Linked DNA regions of Gossypium hirsutum: all the other regions are linked to region 3. A link is a contact called in public Hi-C data. All regions are on one chromosome and are shown on one strand. Each heading gives the region's core, a stretch centred on a gene start, on an enhancer-like site or on the middle of the called end of the contact. The rest is flanking DNA. Distances are from core to core; before and after follow the strand shown. Region 1 holds the start of LOC107959937 (sulfhydryl oxidase 2). Region 2 holds the start of LOC107960995 (homeobox-leucine zipper protein HOX3). Region 3 holds the start of LOC107960996.

Region 1 (3,201 bases), core at 320-2,819, 200 kb after region 3:
TGAAAAGCCATCCCTCTAATTCTTAAATTCCAGCAATTATATATTATAATACAAATGCATTCAATTATATACAAAGAAAACTGAAAAAGGTTAAAATAACCGACTTTGTTCGGTGAACAAAAAGGGACATTCAATTTCCTACATAGTGATCCATCTAATTCTTAAAATCGAGCAATTATACGTTATAATATGATGCATTCAATTATATGGAAAGGAAACTCGTAAAGATTCAATATATCCATGTCTACAATTTTAAACGTTTATTAACTTAAAAAAAAAAAAGAGCATGGAGTGAAAAAGTGAAAAGAATATAAATTTTGAGTGTACTTAGCAGGAAAGAAAATAGGAGAGATGATCATTTCTATCCTAATGGATAATACCCAATCCTTCCAAATTGGAATGTGATGAGAGAAAATGAGAGCCAGGTGTATGTTAGTTCAAAATTATATATTTTTCAAATATTTTATTTTCTTTTCATGGAAAGAATTCTTTCAAATTTTCCTTTACTATTCCTTTCGTAACACGCACACTTATGGAAAGAAATATTATATTTTCTATCGTTCTATTTTTTCTACTCTTCAATTTCTCATCTTTCCAATTTTCTTTACATCCTAACAGGCAAAATCTTAGGAACCAAACCAAAATCCATTTATAATGAACCTAGCCAAACTGAACCAAACTACAATTGTTTGGATCGGCTTGATTCATCTTTTTCCAAAATTTAAAAAATTGTATTAAATTTTATTTTCCACTAACTTAAAAATAAAATAAAATATTCAATAAAAAATATAATTAGGCTTTGAGTACGTTTTTGTTTTTACTTTCGAAACTAAAACGAACTTAACCGAATAGGTTTAAATTAGTATCTGAACGAAATCGAATGGAACTAATAAAAGCCAAACCAAAACTGTTCCTAACACTACGGTTCAAAATCGGTTTCGGTTTGTTTGTTTGTTTGTTTGCTCATGCTCAGCTGTACCGGTCTTCACCACGACAACCAAATTTCAGGCTAATTTTCAGCATATTAAGTTTTGATCAAGTAAATAAATAAAATAAAATAAAAAATTTCTTCCACAGTCAACACGGTCAACTACAAAGAACTATGAAAATTGAGCATATTCTTCGTTTCTAAAAGCTCAAGATTTAGAACAGTTGGTTAGCTAAGAATGGATGATTACTAAAAAAAGTACTAACCAGTGAGCGAAGAATTCGACTATAGCATAAGTAGCAGGAGTGTCCTTGAGAACTCCATCGAAATTCGTGGCGTTCAGTTCAACGCCATAATCCTTCGGATCACTACCACCGCCGCCGCTGCCAATCTCTCGAAGCACCGTCCTCGATCCCGATTGCAACGACGTCGCTTTTAAGATCCAAAGGTTCAAAATCAGAATCCAATACACATGAGACATCAGAAATAGGGAGAAAAAGAAAACTGAATATGTTTTATGTTTTCTTTCCCTTTTTAGTTTTTAAAGCTTCATCTGAATCGAAATGAAAAGCCCTTTCTTTACGACGTTTTTGACCTTTTTGTAGGATATTAAAATTTTAAAAATATATAAGCTATAAATCTGTTCCACTCCCTCTACTATTATGTCTCTTTAATTTTAATTCCAAATATTTAATCCTCTACTTGCCTTATTTGAAACCTGAAGTCCAATCTAAAGGAGTGTTATCAATTATACTGACAAGTAGAGGGATCAAATTTTTAAAATCAAAAAGTAAAGAGACTAAATTTTAGAAATCCAAAAAGTGTAGGGACTGAGATCATAGTTAGATTCAATATAAAACAAATAAGGAAAGATCTAAGTTGAAGAGTTCGGTGTTTAGGAGACAAGGTAAGGTTGAGCTGAATTAAATTTTTGTAAGTAATTTGTTTTTTTTTTCGTAATTTAATTGCGTTCCTAAAATATATTTTATAAAATTTTAATAATTCAATTAGATACCTTTAATATAGGGATAATATAATTTCTGGCTCTTAAACTTTGTAACTAAGTTCACTTTAGTATTTATACTTTTTTGGTCAACTTTTGTTTTTGAACTTAGCAACTAGATCCATTTTTATCCCTAAACTTAGATTCTGTTAAAATTTAATGATGTTACTAGTGTTATCAGATCAAATGGGCAGAGAACTAATCGATGTAATCCAACAAAGGGGTTGAACCGATTGACTTAGAAACTGCTTGAAATTGGTAAAATTTAAAAGTTGTGTATGAGTATTGAATTTTTTATTTAATTATTGTTGATCTCGCATTCAAACCGTTCAAATTGGTTGAATGTTTGATCTGTTCGACGATCAGTCCAATTGTTAAAACATTAAATGTGGCATTAAGATTATACCACATCATCACTTGATCATTAAAATTTTTATATTTTTCAAATTTAGAGACCAAAATTAACCTAATTGTCAAATTCAAATGCCAAAGTGGACCAAAAAAGTACAGGCACCAGAGTGAACTTGGTTGCCAAGTTCAAGAGCCAAAGATTATATTATCCCTTAATATATCTATTTTTCGAAACTCGTGCTTAGTTAATAAAAAAGATAAATTATAACATTAGTCAATTAATTATGGGTAAGTTTTTATTTCGATCAATAAACTTTGAAAATTTACAATTTGGTCACTAATGTTTTCAATTTTTTTGTCACTCAACTGTTAAGTGATTAATTTCTTAGTTGGTATAATAACAATTTTAGTCTTTAACTTTTATACTTTCTATCAATTCTATATAAAATGATAAAAATTGAAAGTGTTTTAAAATTTTTAAAAATTCTAAAAATTAAATAAAAATATATAAAAATGAGGGAAATTGTTTTTCATTATAAGAAAAGAAAAAGAAAAATATTTGAAATATAAATTGTTTCATATGATTTGGGTTTTGAAAATAATTAAATGAATTAAAATTTTGAATTGAATTTGAAAATGAAATTTTTTTGGTATTTTTTATTTTTTATTATTAAAGGTTGGTATAAAAATTAATTTTGTAAGTCTCTATAATATCAATCTTGTAAATTTTTTTAACAACAAGAAATTCGACTTGAAAATGATACTAGATAGTTTGTTTACCGGTGTGATGCACAATAAGATTATGTATATCTAATAAAATGTATTAAAAATATTTTAAAATTGAAGCAGAATTGTATAAAATAAAAATTATAATAACATAAAAGCTTCGTTAGTTAGTTTTTATTGTATTATATTAAAA
Region 2 (3,264 bases), core at 12-2,511, 150 kb after region 3:
ATTATTTATTTCCTTTTTCACTTTACATTAATGTTCAAACTTTGGCGTTATAGTTTCCTCGGAACTTTTCAATCAAATAAAATAGCATTAAATTCCTCACTAATCCCTTGCAATTCTTTTTTTTTGGTCAAATAAACTTAATTTTTAAATTAAATCATATTAATTGAATAATCAGCGAAATTTTAATACTCGACAAGTAAAATTAAGAAAATGGCATTTATTTTTTATTTTTTTTAATTTTGTGTAAAACCAGACTAAAAGATATTAAAAGTTTATAAGGTAATATCTAGGAATATAATGCCCCTTCCGATATCTTCTTTTAAAATTCCTTTAATATCTAAAGACGAGACCTCAAAAAAACATAGCTCTTCCTTGTTCGCAAAAATCATTTTAACTAATGTATTGTTGTGTCTAGGAATATAGAGGACAAATCACTTTTATTCATGCTATACAAACAAGAGATGATATGAGTAAATTTAATAATAATAATAAATTCTTAAAATTTAAAATAAATCATATTTATATCTTAACCGGAAGTAAGGTCAGCAATCAGCATTAAAGAAGATAAAAAAGAATGAAAAATGTCAAAATGTGATAATTATTGAATCCAATATTATATAAATAATCATACTCAACTTACATCCATCTTTTATAATATTTTATTTCTTTTTATATAAATCTAAGAATAAAAATAGAATCAAATTTGGACTGCCCTGCCCCATTCCTAGATCAGACCCAATTATTTCATCACCTGACCTTTCAACCCACAGACAGACTCACCACTGATTAACAGAAAACCTGCCGGTTATTCTCCTACAACCCTCCTAGATTTTCCATCCTCTTGACACGTGTCTCACATCACATGGGTCAAAGCCTTTGACCTCACCACCACAGTCAATAGGGCTATTTCTTTACCACTTCCTCTCTCATTTGCTTTCTTTATATTAAAAATTATTTTCTTCATGTATATTTATTTCGTAACACTAAATTTTGATAATATTCATAGATGAAATTATTTAAAAATAAAAATAGAAATTAATATAATTTTTATAATTAAATCTAAGTAATTTAAATTATTAAATATTAAATATTAAATCTAGTCATAAATGATCATCAATTCTTATTTTAATTCTTATTGTTTCCTTATTGGAAAACCATTTTTTTTCCCATTTATTATATGTATTTATTATGACTTTGACCTTTATATCTATCACACACCCTAATCTTCCTTCTCCTTCATTTCATTTCCTTTCATATTCTTCTCTTCTATATATAAATACATATCCTTATTTATTATTATTTTTTTTTTAAAAAAACTTTACCTTTTACCTTTCTTCTTCAGCAAATTTCATGGCGTTTTCTTCTTCTAACTTGGACTTAACTATATCAGTTCCTTCTTCCGGTACGCAAAAAAAAAAAAAAAACAAAACCCTCAATCCCCTCGAAAATCCCATGTTTTTTCCCCCAATGAAATAGTCTGTTTTTTGTTTTCTATTTGATCTGATGTTGTTCATGCTTGATGAAGAATTGATTTTGCTTCAAATTTTCGTGTTTTCTTTTTACAGCGAGAGATTTGGATATGAACCGATTACCATCGCCAGGATCCGATGATGAATGGATCGCCTCCACCATGGAAGTCGTCGTCGACGAAGAAAACACCACCAATGACGGCGTCGTTCCTCGCAAAAAGCTTCGTCTTTCGAAAGAACAGTCTCGTTTGCTCGAAGAAAGTTTCAGGCAGAACCATACCCTAAACCCTGTATGTGTAATAAAATCATCAAAACACCAAAAAAAAAACTACATAAATAAATTCAGTTTATTTTGATATTCCTTTGTTTTTTTTCAGAGGCAGAAAGAAGCATTGGCTTCAGAACTCAAGCTTCGGCCCCGACAAGTTGAAGTTTGGTTCCAGAATCGTCGAGCCAGGTACTGTTCACATATGTATATATTGATTGAAATTAAATTATAAAATATCTGGGTTTTTATTATTTTGGTTTAGTGGGTGGGATTAAAAGTAGATTAGGGTAAATATCATCAAAACGTTGACAAGAATATCATAAAGTATATAATCTGAATCAGATTCTACACATATTCTTTTTTTTTTTCGTACACTAATAATTTAAAGATAGAAAGTGAAACTATATGTTTTCCATTTTTCTTTTAAAAATAAAAAACCAAACAAATTATTTTCAAAGTTTTAGTTATTATGGATATGATATTTTATGATTACGGGTTGTTTTCTTTGTCTTTTCCTCGACAAACTATTGTCTTTGGAAGTTGATATATCACTTTCGTTCTTATAATCATGAACTCAAATACCAGTTGTAATGCAATATTTATTTTGTGAGTTATAACATTTATTGTATCTGTGATTACATAAAAACATAGGTTATAAATTTGATTCTAGAGAGAAAGTTAGAACTATTGGTAATTTGCCAATTTGGTGCTATCAAAGGAAGTTGATGTTATATACAGATGAAAGGGTTATAATTTGTATTTTGTATTTTAAAATATTTAAAAGAGAAAAGAAACTTAAAATAATAAATAATTCTTTAACTAAAAGGACAAAAAAACCGACAAGTAAATGAACATAATTATGAAAAATGAATGATTTGGCTCGATTTCATGCATGAGATGATACAACTTTTTAGGATCAAAACAATGATGGTCGTGGTTCTTAAAACATCAAATATATAACAATCATAACGCCAATTGAGAGTATTGCATGTCTCTTTTATAATAACATATTGATATATAATTTGTCACCTTTTTACCTTGTATAATAAAATGTTATGAGGATTAATAAAGTGCTGCATTGATCCATCATTCTTTGGACATAGCCATGCATTGATGAATGATTACATACGTGTATTATATTATTGAATGAAATTAAACGCTGTTTTCTTTTGATTTATTGCTACATTATATTGTAGTATTCTCTTTAATAAGTCAATAAATGCGTTTTATTTATAAATTATGAATAAAATCCAAGTTTGAATTCCTTTGCTCTCCTTTGGAAATTATAAAGATAATTACGAAATGTTTTTACTTATTTAAGAGCTTTATATTGCCCATACTTCCCTCTCTCTTTCTTTTTTTAAAATTCGTAATTAACCTACTCATGTTTTTTCAAGCGCATTTAATACATATATATTTCTTTAAATTAAGAAAATAAGTCAAGAAATTTAATGTACCCATTCAAAACCTAAATTATATCTGTTTCAAAGATAGGTTGGCTACCTTTGTGTGTATATATATAATCAC
Region 3 (3,286 bases), core at 704-3,203:
TAAATCTATGTTGAATTTAAATATAAAAAAAATCAAAACTAAATATTTAAAATTGATATGCAATATTTCACTATCAAAAAAAAAAGGAAAGAAAAAGGTAGATGAATAACAAAAACTCCTTTAAAGAGTGTTGAAGCTGGCTTTGAATGCCAGACTGAGCTGAGCCCATAATCTGCAATATATTATCAATTTCGTCCCCCTTAAGGTATTATCACCTATGACACGTCGCAAAAATCATAAATTTTTAGAAACTATAATTAAAAATTTTATTTAAAAAAAGATTTATTAATAATTAAGGATTAAAATTACGATTATTTCATTTAGCCAAAGGCGTCAAGTTGTACCCTATCCCACTTCCAACCAAATAAATTAAATTAATCGATCCCTTTTTTTCATAAATAAAAAATTGGATTAAATCAAATTAAATTAACGAATAATTGAATTTTTTCCTCAATTATTAACTGAATAAAAAAAAGGGTTTCAGTCAATTAAATCAGTTTAACCGAAACCCTATAAATGGTTACTAAAATAATCAAATCTACTGGCGTATAGGTGGCGAATATTGATTAGGCATAGGAGAATATCCAGACACTCAATTGAAGACAAATTCCTGTCTCATTCCCATCTTCTCCTTCTTCTTCTTCATCATCTTTCTGTTCCTGTTTTTCTCTTATTTTCTTAATGAAAATTATACTTTTTTTCTGAGGGATAAAAATTTAGCTCCTCGGCTGCATCTTCAATCCTTTCACTTCTCTTCTCAGCTTGCCCCACATCTTCCCAGGTACTTCCATACATACACATATATACACATGCATCCACACACATGTTTCTTGATAGTAATCATGATAATGATGCATACATACAGTGTATTTGTTTTTTGATTCTCGGGAATGATGTTGTTTTCCATTTTCTTGATGTGGGGTTGCTTCTTTTGCTTGTATCTTGGGAACCCATTTCTGGTTTTTTTGCCCCTGGATTTTGATGCTTGCGAATTCCTGGGAAATCATGGATACGGTTTTGAATGGTTATGTTTGTTATTAAGATTTGGGTTTGCTTCAAGCAGACTGTTAATGATTTGAATTTAATTGGCCGAGGTTTTTGATTAGCTATCTAAAACTAGTTCTTAGGGAGTATTTGAAATCAAAAGGCTTTTCTTCAAAGCCGCTGGATTCTTAATGGATAAATCACAATTTGGCATTGGAAGTTGCTGAATGCACAATTTGGTGGTTTATGATGGGTTTTTCACAGGCTAGATCATATGCTTAAAATTGTTGGAAGAAATATATTATGAGAGTATTATATGTTATTCAGACTAGGGTATGATATTGGATACAGGTATGTAAGAGTATGTTCAATTTTTTAAAGTTTCTTCGTATATTCGGAGGATCATTCATGTGTAGATTGCTATTCTGGTTGAACTTTCAGATGCTGCTTTATTAACTGCATAGATTGACATCGTTCGCTAAATGTTTGCGTTTATTTCCCAATGAAAGCCATACAATGAATAGGTTCTTTATAACTGATCTTCTTTTGGCGTTCAATAAACTAATATCTATCAAACTATACCTCCCATTAATTCATAGGACAATTCTAATTCTTCAAATTGGTGTTATTAGAAGCCTTATTATATGCTTAACTTGTTGAACATGAATTCAATATATATCTATGTTACTCGGACTTGTTGTGAGTGTCAGATCGGATATGCTTTAATTTTTTTCTAATTTTTCCATTATTTGGAGGGTACTATTCCTATACGCATACCCAAATTAGCGTAAGAGTATCAAACATAAGTACTTAAAGAAAAATGAAGAGTGTCATATATTAGCACTTGATCCCAACATTGCTTCTTTGTACACAGGTTAGCACAAAAATTGCACCTTACGCTCTTCTTCCAACCATTGCCAGCAAGTTTTTGCTGGCAGCTAAAACTTTTTTCGCTTTCTTTCGAGGATCATGAGTCCCAATGCACTAAGACATAGTAAAGCCTTAGAGGGTTTGCATGGGGTGCAAGTGTTTCCTCATTCACAATCTGCATTAGAGGAGATTAACCAACAAGGGGATTTCCAATCCAGTCATGATAAATCATTCATTACAGCAAATCAACCACTATTGATGCAGTAAGTTAAAGCAATAAATATCTATTAGTGTTGATCTGTTTAAATCTTATCTTATCAATTTATTTCTAGAAAGCCTCGTGAATGCACTAGTTTTGCCTGTGATTTCAATATAATATACTTGCTTAAACCTGTTTTTCAGGGTATGGCAACAGAGACCAGCTTGTTTAAGGCCTGTAAGATGTTGTATGCAAGGTATGGCAATAAGTACTAATGACATTCATTTTTCTCGAAGTAATTGTGACTGACTTGTTTTTGGACATGGCTATAGGGCTATGATCCTTTCAAGGAGCCTCCAAATACAAGAAAAAACTTAGAAAAAATCTAATATGCTTTTCTTAGACACATACCGTTTCTGACCCTCATACTTAAATTCGAGAAAAACAGTTTAAGAGTGTATGTCTTGGCTCTCAATTTTGCTATCTAAGATTCTTTGCCTATGCTAATCTTTGAAAAATTTGTTACGGGACCAGAATCTTGTGGAGACAGTTGCCAATGTGTTGACATCACTCCCCTTTATTGCTCTTGGGATCCAGGCCCCTAGGTAATATTCTCTCTAATTTGCATCATAAAAAGGATATCAATCTACCAATCTATTAATTTGCTTCTTAAAAAAGATACCAATCTATTTAATTTGCTTCTACAGTCCTCTTTAAAGCATCTGTGTTTGATATCTATGTCCGATATACTTCGAGATACGGGCATGGTTGAAAAAAGGGACCAGATTGATTCAATGGGTTGATCGGGAAGCGATTAGTCCGGCAATTCAACCATATAAATTAAACCAGAAAATTAGTGAACAGCACAGAATCAGTAAAAAATCGAAAACTGGGAATTGGAAAAAATGGGTACTAACCGGATTTTCTGGCTTTATTAATTTGGGATATTTTTCAACAAAAGAATTTGGCTTTTTTATTATGTTTCAGTTCATTTTCATCGTAGATTCTTTTTTTCCTTTTTTTTTCTTTTTTTTTTTATAAATATATGTTTCTTATTCTTCTATACTTTTTATGAAATCATCTTTTATTATTAATTTATGTTTTCTACTTTTTCTTGATAGTTGAATATCCGGGTTGAACCTGAAATTGGAGGTCTAACTGGTTGGTTGTTCAACCATGGGTATCACCATATGGGTGTGAGGATATGATTTTTCCAAGAAAACATTTTAGAAA

The links. A called contact is a pair of places that touch in the nucleus more often than the background predicts.
Region 1: a contact with region 3 is called in a Hi-C map of leaf, with 4 times the contacts expected there. The contact joins the promoter of LOC107959937 here to the promoter of LOC107960996 in region 3. A contact is called at or near these places in 12 of 34 Hi-C or Micro-C datasets (anther, callus, hypocotyl and 3 more).
Region 2: a Hi-C map of hypocotyl shows a contact between it and region 3, with 2.5 times the contacts expected there. The contact joins the promoter of LOC107960995 here to the promoter of LOC107960996 in region 3. A contact is called at or near these places in 2 of 34 Hi-C or Micro-C datasets (hypocotyl and leaf).

Annotation. Positions count from the first base shown.
Region 1 is chrA05:49,007,660-49,010,860 of Gossypium_hirsutum_v2.1, forward strand. LOC107959937 (sulfhydryl oxidase 2) reads right to left here and starts at 1,570. Exons shown (of 12, transcript XM_016896108.2): 1 at 1,195-1,570. The coding sequence starts at 1,409.
Region 2 is chrA05:48,955,275-48,958,538 of Gossypium_hirsutum_v2.1, forward strand. It overlaps LOC107960995 (homeobox-leucine zipper protein HOX3), which reads left to right and starts at 1,262. Exons shown (of 4, transcript XM_041112580.1): 1 at 1,262-1,402; 2 at 1,566-1,759; 3 at 1,847-1,926. The coding sequence starts at 1,351.
Region 3 is chrA05:48,807,680-48,810,965 of Gossypium_hirsutum_v2.1, forward strand. LOC107960996 reads left to right here and starts at 1,954. Exons shown (of 6, transcript XM_016897240.2): 1 at 1,954-2,117; 2 at 2,257-2,290; 3 at 2,588-2,658. The coding sequence starts at 1,954.